Regions from separate parts of the Gossypium hirsutum genome. Here region 1 is linked to region 2. Evidence: chromatin contacts called from public Hi-C data. All regions are on one chromosome and are shown on one strand. The core of a region is the stretch at or near the end of the contact, and the rest is flanking DNA. Distances in the headings are between cores, read along the strand shown. Region 1 holds the start of LOC107925873 (WD repeat-containing protein 70). Region 2 holds the start of LOC107925898 (glutathione transferase GST 23).

Evidence for each region. A called contact is a pair of places that touch in the nucleus more often than the background predicts.
Region 1: a Hi-C map of leaf shows a contact between it and region 2, with 2.9 times the contacts expected there. The contact joins the promoter of LOC107925873 here to the promoter of LOC107925898 in region 2. A contact is called at or near these places in 7 of 34 Hi-C or Micro-C datasets (anther, hypocotyl, leaf and 1 more).

Annotation. Positions count from the first base shown.
Region 1 is chrD07:54,865,476-54,873,056 of Gossypium_hirsutum_v2.1, forward strand. LOC107925873 (WD repeat-containing protein 70) reads right to left here and starts at 2,466. Exons shown (of 10, transcript XM_041097927.1): 1 at 1,805-2,466; 2 at 1,496-1,708; 3 at 1,201-1,401; 4 at 1,011-1,118; 5 at 744-881; 6 at 371-622; 7 at 1-249. The coding sequence starts at 2,311.
Region 2 is chrD07:54,704,328-54,711,511 of Gossypium_hirsutum_v2.1, forward strand. LOC107925898 (glutathione transferase GST 23) reads left to right here and starts at 1,651. Exons shown (of 2, transcript XM_016856637.2): 1 at 1,651-2,054; 2 at 2,159-2,718. The coding sequence starts at 1,692. The coding sequence ends at 2,527. It overlaps LOC107925896 (protein LOW PSII ACCUMULATION 1, chloroplastic), which reads right to left and starts at 1,363. Exons shown (of 5, transcript XM_016856635.2): 1 at 1,059-1,363; 2 at 1-499. The coding sequence starts at 1,273. LOC107925899 (monothiol glutaredoxin-S10) reads right to left here and starts at 6,683. Exons shown (of 4, transcript XM_016856640.2): 1 at 6,326-6,683; 2 at 6,104-6,177; 3 at 4,880-4,954; 4 at 3,524-3,903. The coding sequence starts at 6,600. The coding sequence ends at 3,827.

The sequences.
Region 1 (7,581 bases), core at 1,216-3,715, 160 kb after region 2:
TGGAAGTTCAGGTTTATGTGACTTGACAGGATCCTTCAGTATCTTCTCCCGTTGACGCTTACGGCTTGGTTGGTCTCTAAATAATGGTAGTGCATGAGGATTGTGAATCACAAGCGGTGCCTCAAAATCATCAACAGATTTCTTCCTAGGTGCACGTGCAACACATACAAGAGCTCCTCTCTCACTAAGTGTTGGATCATATAGTACATGAGTCCCTCCTTGGCTTTTGTCTCCTGATGTAGCAAATATCTAGAACAGAAACAAATAAATTAGTGTATTATTTTATTGTTATAAGTTCGTGCTTTCTTACCATGCATGCATATGAATCTGCGCTTATGATAATGCAGAGAGAGACAACACTATGACATACCTGATTTAATCTTGGGTGCCAAGCACACTGCACCACACTGCAAGAAGGAGATATCCCAACTCTTTGAACAAGTTCAAGTTTTGAACAATCATAAAAACACAGCAAACCTCCAACGGTACTTTCCTTCTCAATGGATGTTCCAGTTAGAAAGAGTTGCTCATCGGGACTAAATGCAATATTTGTTTGGGCATAGTTATTTGGGAGATCATCAAACACCTTGAGAGGGGCTTTAATTTGGCGTAAATCCCAAAACTGACATTAATTCACAATTCATAACAAATATCAAGATTCTAGAATGTATTTTTTTGGTTTTGGGGTTTGGGGTTTGGGGAAGAGGGGATTTCATCACCGTCTGAAACTCTGTGAAAATTACCTTGAGTGAACCATCAAAGCTTCTGGACAACAAAGTTCTCCCATCACTAGAAAACCTAAGCCCAGTGATATCATCAGAATGACTTTTTTCAATGTATATATCTGGTCTGCTTCCCCATCCAGGCTTAAGGGTCCATATCTGCAAAATAGTTCAAGCAATCAACTCATCTGATTACTGAGAAAGCAGAAGCAGAAGCAGCAACACAACACCAAGCCATTTTGCAATCAATCAACATAAAAGAAGTGTTTAGCTATCAGAAACAAGTACCTGTATAGAACCATCACCAATTCCACCAGCAATACATTTCCCTTCACGATCCCATGCACATGTTGTAACAGGAATTCTTCCAGGCCTTGCAAGTTTTGGTTTGATAACCTGGATAATAAACAAGTGAACCATTTTCTTACCTAATTCGCTTCCAATAAAATCAGCAATGTAAACACACACACACACACACCTGCTTTTGACTTTTGAAGTCATTCACATCCCATATACGAAGTGATCCATCTTCAGATGATGTCAAAATTGTCTCCTTGGTTTTTGGATGCCACTCTCCACAAGTCAGCCCCGATATATGTCCCTTAGTATTCTTCAGATCGCGAATATACATATCCCCTTTTACAAACTCGCCTAAAGTAAGTCCATCTCGATCATATATCTAAATTGAAAATCAGAATACAATCATGAGCAACTATTCAATCAATACTAGAACATCCCACAAAAACACACTAATTACTTATGTAAGAAGTAACCTTAGCTTGAGCAGAGCCAGTGACACATAAGAACCGGTCTGATGTGGGACTCCAGCTTAGATTACGAACTTGGTGGCCTTCAAATGGTTCAAGCTGTCTAAATGATTGTAAACGAGAATTCATTCCTTGAAAATCAAACATTCGAACCGTATAGTCAAAACTACCCGAAAGAACCCTAGAGCCAGAGTGATCAATTGCAAGAGCTGAAACAATCTGAAAGCATTAAACATAATTAGGATTAATTACTTTAGTAATAAGGGATAGAAAAAAGGAATTTTACCTTGGAGAAATTACGATTAAATGAATTACCTTAGTATGCCCTTTGAGAACAATCTCATTGCTTAATGGAATTCGATAACGGTTCTCCTCCTCCTCATCCTCCTCCGAGTCAGAAATCGGCCCAACTGGCGGGCGTGGCGGCCCAATCATGACATCGTTATCGTCATCCTCACCGGAACCTGGAGGAGGCGGAGGAGGTCCTACCATGACGTCTTCGTCATCCTCATCAGGAACTGGACCAGGTGGCGGACGAGGCGGGCCAATCACGGAGTCATTAGGGTTAGGGTTGGGAGACTTAGAATTGCGAAGGGAATCGAGCCAAGCTTTGGAATAGGAAGAAAGAGACGGAAGGGCTTCATTGGTTTTATTATTACTATTACTAGCGGTGGTACTAGCGGTGGAGGCAGCGGCTCCGGCGGTGGAACGGCGAGTGGCGTTGTGAATGGCTTCAAGAGAGGTTTGGGATTTTTGCTGCTTACCAAAAGCAAGAGGGAACTGAGCTCTGATTCCATCGTAAATTTCGGCTTCGTCTTCCATTTCGTTCTTTCCCCTCGCTGTTGGATCGAATTCGAAAACGTAACTTTATTTTTGATTTACAGAGGATTATAGCTGTAGAATGTGGTAGGCTCCCGGTAATGGTCTAGCCTTGATACTCGAGCCACCCAAATCAAGCCAAGGGGTTTAGCGGCTTGAAAATGGAAACAAGCGGGCGGTACTTTCTTGGTCTTGCATTGTGGTTCAGCCTGGGCTGGGCCACTTTTTCGATTCATTAATGGATTTTATGCTTTTTCATTTTCGGCCCCTTATAATTTAAGGCTGCCAACTTTTAGCCCGGATAGTGGAGACTTTAAGCCTTTGAATCGATCGGTTTATTTCAATAAACATCCCACCTAAATTTTAAAGTTATAATTAAATCCTAAAACTATCAATCTCATTTCAATAAGGTCTTTCAATCAACCTAGCTATTACCTTGTTTGTTAAATACTAACTTAGATCTAACATAAATAATGTTTAAAATATATTTATCAAATTGCAAACACGTTGTATCTAGGGGAGAAATCAAAATTTTTTTGAGGGGGACCGAAATTAAATTGTATATTTTTACGATAATAAAAATTTAATTTTACCATTTTAATAGCATATATCTTTATAATTTTTAATGGGTTAAATTAAAATTTTATCATTTTTGAAGAGGCCAAAGAATAATTTTACCATTAAAAATTTTAAAAATTTTCCGTTTTAAAGGGAGTTGGGGAGCCTGCCAGCCCCTGGGTTCGCCACTAGTTGTACTTATCGCATAAGCGATCTCATGTTAAAAAAAATAATCCCTTAATTTTAGTGACATTGTTAAAAAAAAAGTAATTTCCAAGTTCCCATATACAAGAATGAAGCCATAATTTTTTTTTGTTAAGGAAGGCTGGAATAAAATAAAATAAAATAATTAGAGGGTGAAAGCATGAATTTTGTATTAAAAAACCTTAAATTGAATTATAAATTATTAAAAATGACTAATAAGTATAATTGAAGCCCTACTTCTTAAATTTGCCCTTGAAAAGATACACATTTATATAATTTAATTAATATGTTTTAAAAATACTTCATCTCAAATTTTAGTTTGCATTTAATACCTAAATTGATATATATTTTTTGGTTCAATAATGCCTACATTGAGATTTGAGATAATAGAGACACATAATTGATATAATTAGTGCAATTAAATTTTTAAAATGTATTTCCAAATATCATACTTTAAATAATTTTGCATGAAAAAGATAAGAGCAAAGGCAAAAAAGTTTTTAGGGAGGTGAGAATTAAATTGTATACTTTTATGATAGTAAAAATGAAATTTTACTATTTTAATAGTCTACATCTTTATAATTTTTAAAGGATTAAATTAATTTTTTTTATTTTTAAAGGAGCCAAAGTACAATTTTACCATATACTAATTTAAAATTTTTAATATTATAAAAGTACTGAAGGTGAAATTTTCCATTTAGCCACTCTGACGGTAGGGTTTATTAGGTTTTTCCTCTAAGATGAGAAGAGACAAGAAAAGAGTGTAGTTGAAGTCATTCTAATAGAACATTTTGAACTTTTCTTGTTGTCGCGGACAACCAAGAACCAAACACAGACTCATATGCGCAAGCAAAGAAGCAAAACCCATTGAAATCAACTGTGATATTCTTTTTGACCCAACAATTCCAAAACAAACCAACCCAAAAAAAACCCCAACAATGTTGGGAACCGATGGTACCCCAGAAATTGGCTTAGGCTCTTTCAACACCATTAACATAGAAGGAACCAATGCCGGAGCTACGATGATCATCCGTCACGGCACGTCCGGCGAGCACGAAGGCTGTTGCTGCATCAACATTTACACCAACAGCAACGTTCAAGGTTGTAACAGTTCTGTGTTGGTGGGGAGTAACATAAAAATGAAGAATCCAGGGGTGCATATCTACTTGGGAGATCTTAAGTTTGGCGGAGGAGGATGTTCAAAACCCAGATCATTTAGTAGAAGAAGAACAGGCGGTGGTGCTACAGTAGATTTTAGTAGCGTCTTTCTGTTTGTATTTGTTCCTGTTATTTTAAGTCTCTTGCTTTCTCATGTGCTGCTTTAGTGAGTGATAATTGTATTTGTTCATAGTTTATTTATTGTTATTTGAAGAATAATATGGTTTGTTGTTCATAGTTTATTCTCCCAATTCCCCCTAATTTTAGGATTTATTCTGCATATAAGTATAAATATAAATGAGTAAATATATTTTGGGTAAACTATAAAAATAGTCACTTTTATTTGCCTCACATTTTAGTCACTTAGGTTGTCGTTCTGTTATGAAGTAGTCACTCTGCCATTAAGCTCTGTTACCTCCCTAACGGCAACCCTACGTGATAGTCTGTCCAAATGGGTTTTAAATGTCAAGTTGGATGTCCAATTAGGATGAGAATAGTTTTTTCAGTCAAAATGGAATACAAAACTAAAGAAAAAGGAGAAGAATTGTTTTTCTTTTCCAATTCAAGGTGTAATTAATTTAAAATTTTAATTTATTTATTTATTTAATCAAAAATATATTCTTGTCCCGGTTGGATATCCAAGTTGGCATTTAAAACTCATTTGGACTACCACGTGGGATTGTCATTTGGGAGGTAATGGAGCTTAACGGAAGAGTGACCACTTCTTAACAAAACAATAACGTAAGTGACTAAAATGCAATTTGAGGCAAACAAAAGTACCTATTTTTATAGTTTACCCATATATTTTTAATGCGAATATAACTTAGATGTGATATAAATAGACCTACTCATGGGTTGAGTCATCCATCCAGGCTCGCAGACTTGTTTGAAAAGTGGGAGAATTTGGACAAAATACGAGACTCGGAAGATGGGCTTGGATAGAATTTAAGACCAAATTTCTATATGAGCCAAGCCTTGGGCAAGATTTTTTTGCCCAAGCTTGGCTTGACCCGGATATATTATATTATAAAAATATCATAATAATTATATATATTTATATTTATATTAAGTAACTAACTCAATAACAATTAAACCCATTACTCAAAACTTAAAAAAAATATCCAACTAAATAATCCAATCCAAAATATAAAATTTTAAAAATTATATTTAATACAATAAAATATTCATTATATTTATTGTGTTTTTTAATATAATAAATAATTTATTATATTTATGGTATTGTTTTTTAATGTCTTAGAAAACTTTTATTTTAACCTTTTTTTAGTGTATTATATTTTAAAATAAAAATTAATCTAAAAAAATCAAATATAGACAGATTAGGTCGAATTTACCTTTTTAAAATTGGATCAGGCTTAAACAAAAATAAACTCTTTTTCTGAGATGGGTCGAACTCGAACTTAAAAAATAATCTAAATATATTGCATGGATCTAGCCCGAACCCATCCCGACCCGACAATGAGCCGCTCTAAATTTAACCTATTATTCATATTAAAGTATATTATATCAGGTTAATTATGTGGAAATATAATTATTTGGTTCACATGTCATCCACGTCCACTTTAGTAATCTTCAATAGGAAATGCACCGTTTCACCTTTTATGAAATAAATAAAATAAAACCAGCCCACATGTTAGCATGTGGAAGATTAGTTTATTTATTCAAGTAATATTATTGAAGAAAAAATGGCGGTGGGGTGGTGGAGCATGATTGATGATGGTGCATCATGGCTTTAACTTCCTAGTATTGTTTTCTGTACTACATAACTGATGACCGAACATTCTTTTTCTTTAATATTGCAACTCGGTACTTCTTTCTTCCTAAAAAGGATAAGACAAATCTGTCCACATGCATCTTTCTCTCTATTAATTCTCTAAATATTAATATTCATATGTTTAATTCGGCTTTTATAAAAAAAATGGAGTAGGAATAAATTAATTACGAAAATAGAGTGTTTGTTATAGTAATTTTGGGTATTGTTAGTGGCGGAGTTAGAATTTTTTTGGGTTAGAATTAAATCGTATTACGATAGTAAAAATATAATTTTATCATTTTAATAGTTTATATATTTATAATTTTTAAAGGATTAAATTAAAATTTTATCATTTTTTGGGGCTAATATGTAATTTTACAATTACTAATTTAAAATTTTATAAATTATAAAGGATTTAAATAAAAAAAATTCATTTTAGGGGGACCGGGACCCTTGTCAGACCCCCTAGCTCTGCCATTAGGTACTGTCTAACACAATGACAACATCGATGAATTTTTAAAAAAAAACCTGAAAGAGTGAGAAAAAAATATTTTTTTGTGGTGCCGCCTAACCATTGGTGACACTAGTGAAATAAAAAAAATGATAAGAAAAAGAAAAGGTTGAAAAAGTTAAGAAAAAATAATTTTTTTACTATATTTAATGTCTTAATGTACTTTCCCTACATTTAATCCTTACAATCATAATTTTTTTAATCAAGAGGATGCCGCTTGATATATTGGCAACACCAATTAAAAAAATATTTTTTCACTTTTTTAATGTTTTTTTTTTGTCTAACTTTTATTTTTAAAGTTCATCAGTGCCACCAAAATGTTAGGCGGCACAAAAATTTACTGTAGCAAACACTCCATTTTCGTAATTAATTTGTTGTTTACTCTATTTTTATAATAATTAATTTTTTAATATTATTTTTGTAAAAAAATGTTTAATTCAATTAGGCGTTTTATTATCTTTCATTTTGACTATGGAAGGGTATTTTTTTTCATTACCATTATGTATAATAACATTGGGTCTTGAATGTGTTTAAAGAATGATATTTATAAGAGAATAAAGGTTAATCAAATTGAGAAAATAATAGAAATTCCAACAACAACAACAAAAAACTTCATTATTTCTAAATACCAAAGCTATAAATGAATTATAGTTTAATGTGCAATTGTATACACGAACTTTAATTTTGTGCAATTTTATATATAAAATTTTGATTTGATCCGATTATTGTAAATTATCAACACAATTATTGATATAACATCATTTTATTTATATATTAAATAAAAAATTATATTTATCTAATATAAAAATAAATTAAAACATATTTATTTCTTTAAATGTGTATGGTTAAATCAAAATTAAAGTTTCAAGTATACATTTGAACCACAATTAAAATTTTATATGTATAATTATATCAAATTATTAAAGTTTATATATACAAAATTACATATTAAATCAAAATTGATATACCATTTATAAAATTTGTCTTTCTCTCTTTCTCTATTTAGTTGGCCTATAACATGGAAAGATTCCTTCCAATTCAATCATAACAAATAAGTAAAGCCACCCTCAC
Region 2 (7,184 bases), core at 401-2,900:
TTCACTCTCATCGAAGTCGAGACTAGGTGAGTTTCCATCTGTAGCGAAAGGAACCACCAGCACTCCTCTTTCGAGAAGGCTCTCCGTGAATGGTTCACTAAGTTTAAATGACTCTAGGATAAACGATGCAGGGCCAGAACATATTACAAGACGAGCAATTCCTCTCAAACTGCTAACCGAAATTATCTTATTTTGATTCACTCGGAGCTTAAGATTGGAAAGGCTTTCTTCTCTCGAGAGTCTGGCTAGTTGCGCATTCTTAGCAGTGTTCTCCCTGAAATACAGAAACGCAAAGATAGATACTGCTCCAATGTCTATGCCAAGACCTGTTAAAATATCGGGAACTTCGGATGATCTTGCAGGATTGGTTAGAGAAGAAATTAACTGCGTGGTGGCTATTAATCCTCCCAAGGAACCACTCGCAATGAATGTGAGGTAAAAGAACATACGCACAGACCGAAAGGGAGATAGAACTTCACTCCTTATCTTGGCTGCAGAACTGAGAACACATACAATTATTAACAAGCCTCACTTATGAAACAAAATCAAAAGTATTCAATAACAATAAATCAAGTCAGAAATTTTGCCACTGAAACTCCATCATGGTGCATCTAAATCCATTGGACTCACCAACTCATTTTAGGAAGAAATGTGTAAAACCAAGCTATCATCAGGTCTTATCAGACATCAATGCAAATGCTAAATCAATCTCATCTTAATAATCATCAACATGTGACAAAAGACTCGTGTTCAAGACTTCAATTTACACTAGTCTCGAGTTAGATCCTTAGACAACCCCTATACCTACCCTTTAATAGAAAATAATCCTCAACATTCCCTTGTTCCATATCCTCCTCTCCCTCCCTAACACACCCCATTTTCAGTAACACCTTAAGCTCCAAAAGTCTAATATTCTCAGCTTGAAGAACAAAAGCTTGCATCAAAATTCTCTCAATGGATTTCGAAAAAGAATCTCCAAAACCCATAAATATGAGTACAAAATCAGATGAAATTAAAAAGAAATACAATTAATGAGAGAGAACTGAGAAGAAGACTACCTAACTTGTGAGGAGGAAGAAGGCTTATTAGCAGCTGAACAAACGATGGAAGAGGAGACTGAGACTGATGATGGCTTTGCATGAAATCTTGTACTTATATTAGACGGTGCATTCTTTCTATAAACGGGGTTTTGGAAGCAAAATCTGAAACTACTGTACTTTTGTCTAAGGTTTGAGGGGCCAATAATGTAACAAAATTGAGCCATGGAAGCCATGGCCACACAGCAACCTGGAACTTGGGGGGAGTTCTGTTGGTTTGGTTCGTTACATTCATTTCTTACAGTTAAACACTGGCGTTCCTTGGAGAGATGTGATCAATAAACTGCCACGCTTACCAGTTATTGTCTCTGAGTTGCCCAATTTTCTTTTTGGGCCTTGTTTTTTAGACCCTAACCAAAATATTTTGGACCCTTTATTTCGACCAGGACCAGAACCAGGATGGACCTATTTAGAATATTAACAGTGCTAAATTCCGAGTTATAGCCCATTTTCAATGAAGCTTCACCGAAGTTGCAGCATTGACAAGTCTTTGTTACGTAGGGGAATGTCATATCTTAGAAAAGTCTTTGGTCATCTAAGAAATTTTCAAGCCAAAAACTTGGACCAAAAGTCTATACATATGCGAACATTGCCATGGCAGGGAAGCAAAAACATACAAGAACAAAAAATCAATTGAAAATGGGAGAAGTGAAGGTTTTAGGGTCTTGGTCGAGTCCATATGGATTGAGGGTACAATGGGCTCTGGGACTGAAGAGTGTGGAGTACGAATACATAGATGAAGATTTATTAAACAAGAGTCAGATGCTATTGAAGTATAATCCAGTTCATAAGAAGATCCCAGTTCTTGTTCATAATGGGAAACCAATTGCAGAATCGGCTGTTATTCTCGAATACATCGAGGAGACATGGCCCCAGCCGCATCCTTTGCTTCCTAAGGATCCTTATGAAAGGGCCATGGTACGGTTCTGGATCAACTTCCTCGACAACAAGGATAAGGTAAATTAATTTAACTGCATAAATCAACTGAATTAAAATCCGGGTTTATGTTATTATTCATGCTTGTACAGTTGATAATGTGAATTTCAAATGAAAAATTGCAGGTAGCTCCATTCATAACATTCTTCATTGGGGTTGGGGAGGAACACAAGAAGGCAGTAAATGAAGCAAAGGAGTTGCTAAAGTTGTATGAAGAACAAGTGCTTGGGGAGAAGAAATATTTTGGTGGTGAAGAAATAGGGATGTTAGATTTGGCCATGGGGTGGATGGCCTATTTTGGAGTCATTGAAGAAATAGTTCATGTCAAAATATTGGACGCAGAGACCTTCCCTCGATTGCATGCATGGATTCAGAATTTCAGGGCCCATCCCGTGATAAAAAACAACCTTCCGGATCATGATCGATTGCTGCAAAATTACACAGAGAAAAGACAAAGGTTTCTTGCATATTCACCACACGCAGAAAATGCTTAAATTCCTAGTATTATATTCTATTTGTATGGCTATATATAAGCCACTTTTTTTTTTTTTTGCTTTCTTTTGCTTGTTCAAGCTAATAAACTCTTTTTATGCAATTTTAGTTATTATTGTGACAAAGTTAAGCTTGGGATGATTGATATTAAGGCTATAAATGAATTCGGCTTGAACAATCAAATTTTTATTCATGTTCATTTGGTTAGTTTATTTGTGATCCGTTCATGTTTAATAAGAATTCCTTTTTTGTATGAAATTATTAGTTAATATTTTTTTTTGAGAAACCAAAGTATTTTTCATGTCCATTTTATGATTCATAGAGATTAATTTTTTTCAAAGTTCAATTGACCCTTCCAACAATGTCACATTCAAGGTTCGAACTTGTGTAAACATATAATTGAACATATCACGAACAGTTTTCATAAATAACAAAGAAACAAACAATCAAACATAAATAAATTTTATTATGAACTATATATCGAACGCTCAATTCATTTATTCACATTTGCTTTAAGAAATGTTTCTTCAAGTGTGCTTGCAGGAACTGGGGATTTCAATAAGGATGTGTGAGAAATTTCATTTGATACTATTTCCATGCCTAATTTTGGTGGACAATGTGTAACATGGAGGCATTTGAGGCAAATATAGACGACGACAACAATGGAAAACAAGCCCACTAGGACCAAGTTTTCCATGGTAACATCCAAACAGAACATTTAAAATCCATTCTACAAGAAATACAGGCACATAAAATCACGGCATCCTCGACCTTTAAACCTTCCCCGGTTTCTATCCTACAAGGCAATGATCATGTATTATCTTTCTACGTTCGGAAAATCCTAACCTAAAACATTTTTATCCATCATCAGAAGAGAAGAACTCATCAATTCTTTTCTTAAGAAAGGAGGAAAAAACTAGTTAATGTAATCTTTTAGCACAATGAATTCTAAAAGTAACCATTTACAATTAAAACAGTACCTTAACAATACTACCAAGTACTTGTAAACTGCAGTCTGCAACATTATTTTCGATTCATTTCTTCTTTTCCAGGAACTCATGAATCACTAAATCCTACCGGTTAAGAATTTGGTCATATTATCAAACATGGTTCACATGGGATAACATGCAACGGTTTCATACTTTTAGCATCTAGTTTGAATAAGGAGATTTTAAACAATTAACTTATGGGGTTCTGAAGTAAATAAATACAATAGAATGGAACATATCTGCTTAAAGAGAAGGAAAATGGCGAGCCTTGTAATAGGATCTGAAGTTTGCCACAGGATCATATCGAATGAGCTAGTTTTCCTTACTTTTTGCGGTAGCTTCTGACAGCAAAGGTTCCAGTTCTCCTTTACGATATAGTTTGACAGTATCTGCAGCAGAACATGAAGCATCAATAACTGAAGATCTATTCACTCAAATTCTACAACAAAGTGTCTCTTACTCCAAAGAAACCCAAGTTACTCGAACAGAAAAAGAAATGAAAAAAAAACCTCTAAGATCACTTCAAGAATCATGTTGTACATCCAAATTTAAGAGACAATGATGAGAGAATTTACTTTCGACTAAAACCAAAGACAAAGATTGGAAAACTTGAAAGGTTCTTTTTCCCCACTGGATGGCAGGAATGAAAGAATCACAAAATTCCGAGTACCATAAAATGGAATATGACATTATTAGGAAATGTCTAGAGTTTAACGTCTTATTTTGGAATCTATTTATGTCAATTCATTTTAGCAGTTAGCTATTAAAAGATGCAGTAGGGCCTCATTTTAAAGAATGTATCATTCAAGAGAAGAAAAAGCATGAATACCTGTACAGCCACTGATGTGTTTACCCCCTGTGCAAAGCAGATACAGGATTAGAGCATCAGTTATACTTATATAACCAAAGAAAATTGCTAACTGTTATTTCACAGGTTACTTTAAACAAAGTTCCTAAGGTTGGAGTTCAAAAGTATCACAAAGCAGGCAATGAGCACAATAATTTTTCCTGTCACTGCAACTTCTTTTAGAATCATAACAAAAAAAAGGGCTGTTGTTTCATAAGTGATTCTTTTAACCAGAACTTGAACCGGAAAAAAAAGAAGCCATTAACAGATAAGCCAAGTGCAAAGTCATGATGCTCAAACTGGTTTTCTTATTAAACTATGACCGACTTCTGTTCTGTTGGTAAAGAACAACCTGACAAGACAGCCTTCTACTGCATCCTTTCATAGTTAGTAAACATTAAAGATAATAAATGGACTGGTAAGGGCTTTATACATATAAAAGCAATAAGCCATGCATACTGTTTTACAGTCAAGGGAGTTCTATATCTGTTAGGTAAATGCTAATTCAAGAAACTTACCAATAAAAACATTTGGGACAGTGTGTTGCCCAGTAAGCCGCTCCAGCAACTTCTGCACTTGAGGCCCTTGGGCACCTGAAAAAGATAGAACTCTTTAATAAGCAAGATCAATATTACGATGTAAAGTAATTGACTGCGCGGTCCAATTTGAGATATTAAACTTCATTCACAAATTCTGTTGAATTTGGAGAATGGAAGCATGAATTACAACCCAGAAATAACATTCTTTTGAATAAGATAAATGTTATATAAACTCAATTTCCAGCTTTCCAACCACTTTTTCCAAGAGAAAGTGTCACATGGTGATAAGTGATCAATTTTTACTTACTGTTATGATTTCAAAGAGGTTAAGAATCTGAGACTTTCATAATTTCAATGGGTTTTAGAAGCACAACGAAGAACTACAAGACACTCAATTTTCATTATAACTTCACCGATATGGTGAACTTAGCCTCTGGAAGACCTCAGCGTTCTTCATTATTTGTTTCTTAATTTAAGCAGAAAATAGACCAAACTTTCAAAGTTGATATTTTCTAGATTCACATTATTCATCCTCATTGCATTCAACATCTCAGCCTCAGGTTATCAATCAACTTGGCCGAGGCCAAACAGGTAGAAGCAAGAGGGCACACTCACAAGGACTCTTCAAATGAAACGTCCAGCCATCTTCAATGAATAACATTTATTAAGACAAATGCATTTCTAAACTGTATGGAAATTTCAAATGCAGCAAGAAATCAAAAAGCACTCTTTATCATCATCGATCAATCCAATGAAGTTACAAAAAATTAACAAGGTCAAAGTGAACCAAAATAGTGTCTTTAATGACCCGGGTTCAGACGTCTCCTCACATCACCACAAGTCACCTAGCGTATGCTTAGGTAAAAAAAAAACTGTCTTCTTTGGATACAACCCTCAAAGTTTTATCATCCGACTGCCCTCCCTCGATATGAACCAAAGGAGGTGCACCTTTGGGTAACAAAGGTGGGCCTATAGGTGCCAAAAAGGAAATATGTTTCCTTTAATGTAATTGATGTAAGGGTAGGCGTGGTGACAACCAAAACTCGGTATATGTAGTGATGTGGAGAGAGTCTAAATCAAGGGTCATTATAGTATCTCTACAACATTTGGTAATATTGAGTAACCTAAGGGGAAACACACACACACACACACACTTTATAGCATAAACATAACAAGAGCAAAAATTTTGAAGAAAAGACTAACCCATTTCATCCAATTCAATAACCAAAGGCTCCACACCAAGTTTCTTGAACAATGATTTCACCTCTGAAGAATACCTGCAAACAAGGAAAGCATTAAAAAAACCAACTCAAATCTCCCTAAAAAAAACCCGATTCACACAAGAAATCAACAAATTTATTTAATATTTAAAAAAAAAAAAAAGAACAGATGAAACTTAGGAGAATAATCGAGATTTGAACTCACGAGCACCAAGACTTAGAGTATACAACAACTGGGTTACTAGCCACGGTCTTCTTAACACTCTCCTCAAGCCTTGACCCAAATGAAGAACCCATGCTTCGCACCAACATGGGTTTACATTGCTTCCTGGAGACATTGATGCCCAAACTGAAGCTGGTCGATGTTGAAGCTCTGTTGCTTTGAATACGAAGAAATTCGTTGCAAGGAAGGTGTGAGAAAGAGGCAGGACGGTCTAGAGGAACATTGCTGAGGTTTGGCAGATGAGATGTAATTGCCATGGTATTTTTATTTTTTTTTCCTTTCTGGTTATTTGTTTGTTGAGATTGATCTCGTGTCGTGTGTTTCAGCAGCTATTTTTGGAATTTTACTCTGTCCTTTCGTTATTATTGTTTTCAGGTTGTGTGGGCTGGGCTTTCGGCTTTGCTTGCTCATTCTCCCAAACCAAATATAAACGAGACTTGAGCCTTAAGTAGCCTTCTTTTCCTTTTATATTTTTTAAGGTAATTTTTTATGGGTTAATATTTAGTATATCGAAAATATTTTTTTATTTTATAAGTAATTTTATAAAAATATATTTTTTTAGTATTTATTTGGTATAAAGATTTTTTAGTCCTCAAGTTTACAAAAAAAATTATTTTATCATTTTATTTAATTTTTTATTTTTTTAAACCTTAAATTTGAGTTTTTTTTTTGTTAATCACTCAAAATGAGTGGAAAAAGTTAATATTTTTAACTTTGTTGATGTTGCATATATGTAGATTGTCACATGATGACACTCCGGCATCTAATTAATTTTTTAAAATTTAAAATTTCAAAAAAAAATTATAAAATTATTTTTAAAAATTTGAAATTATAAAAAAAT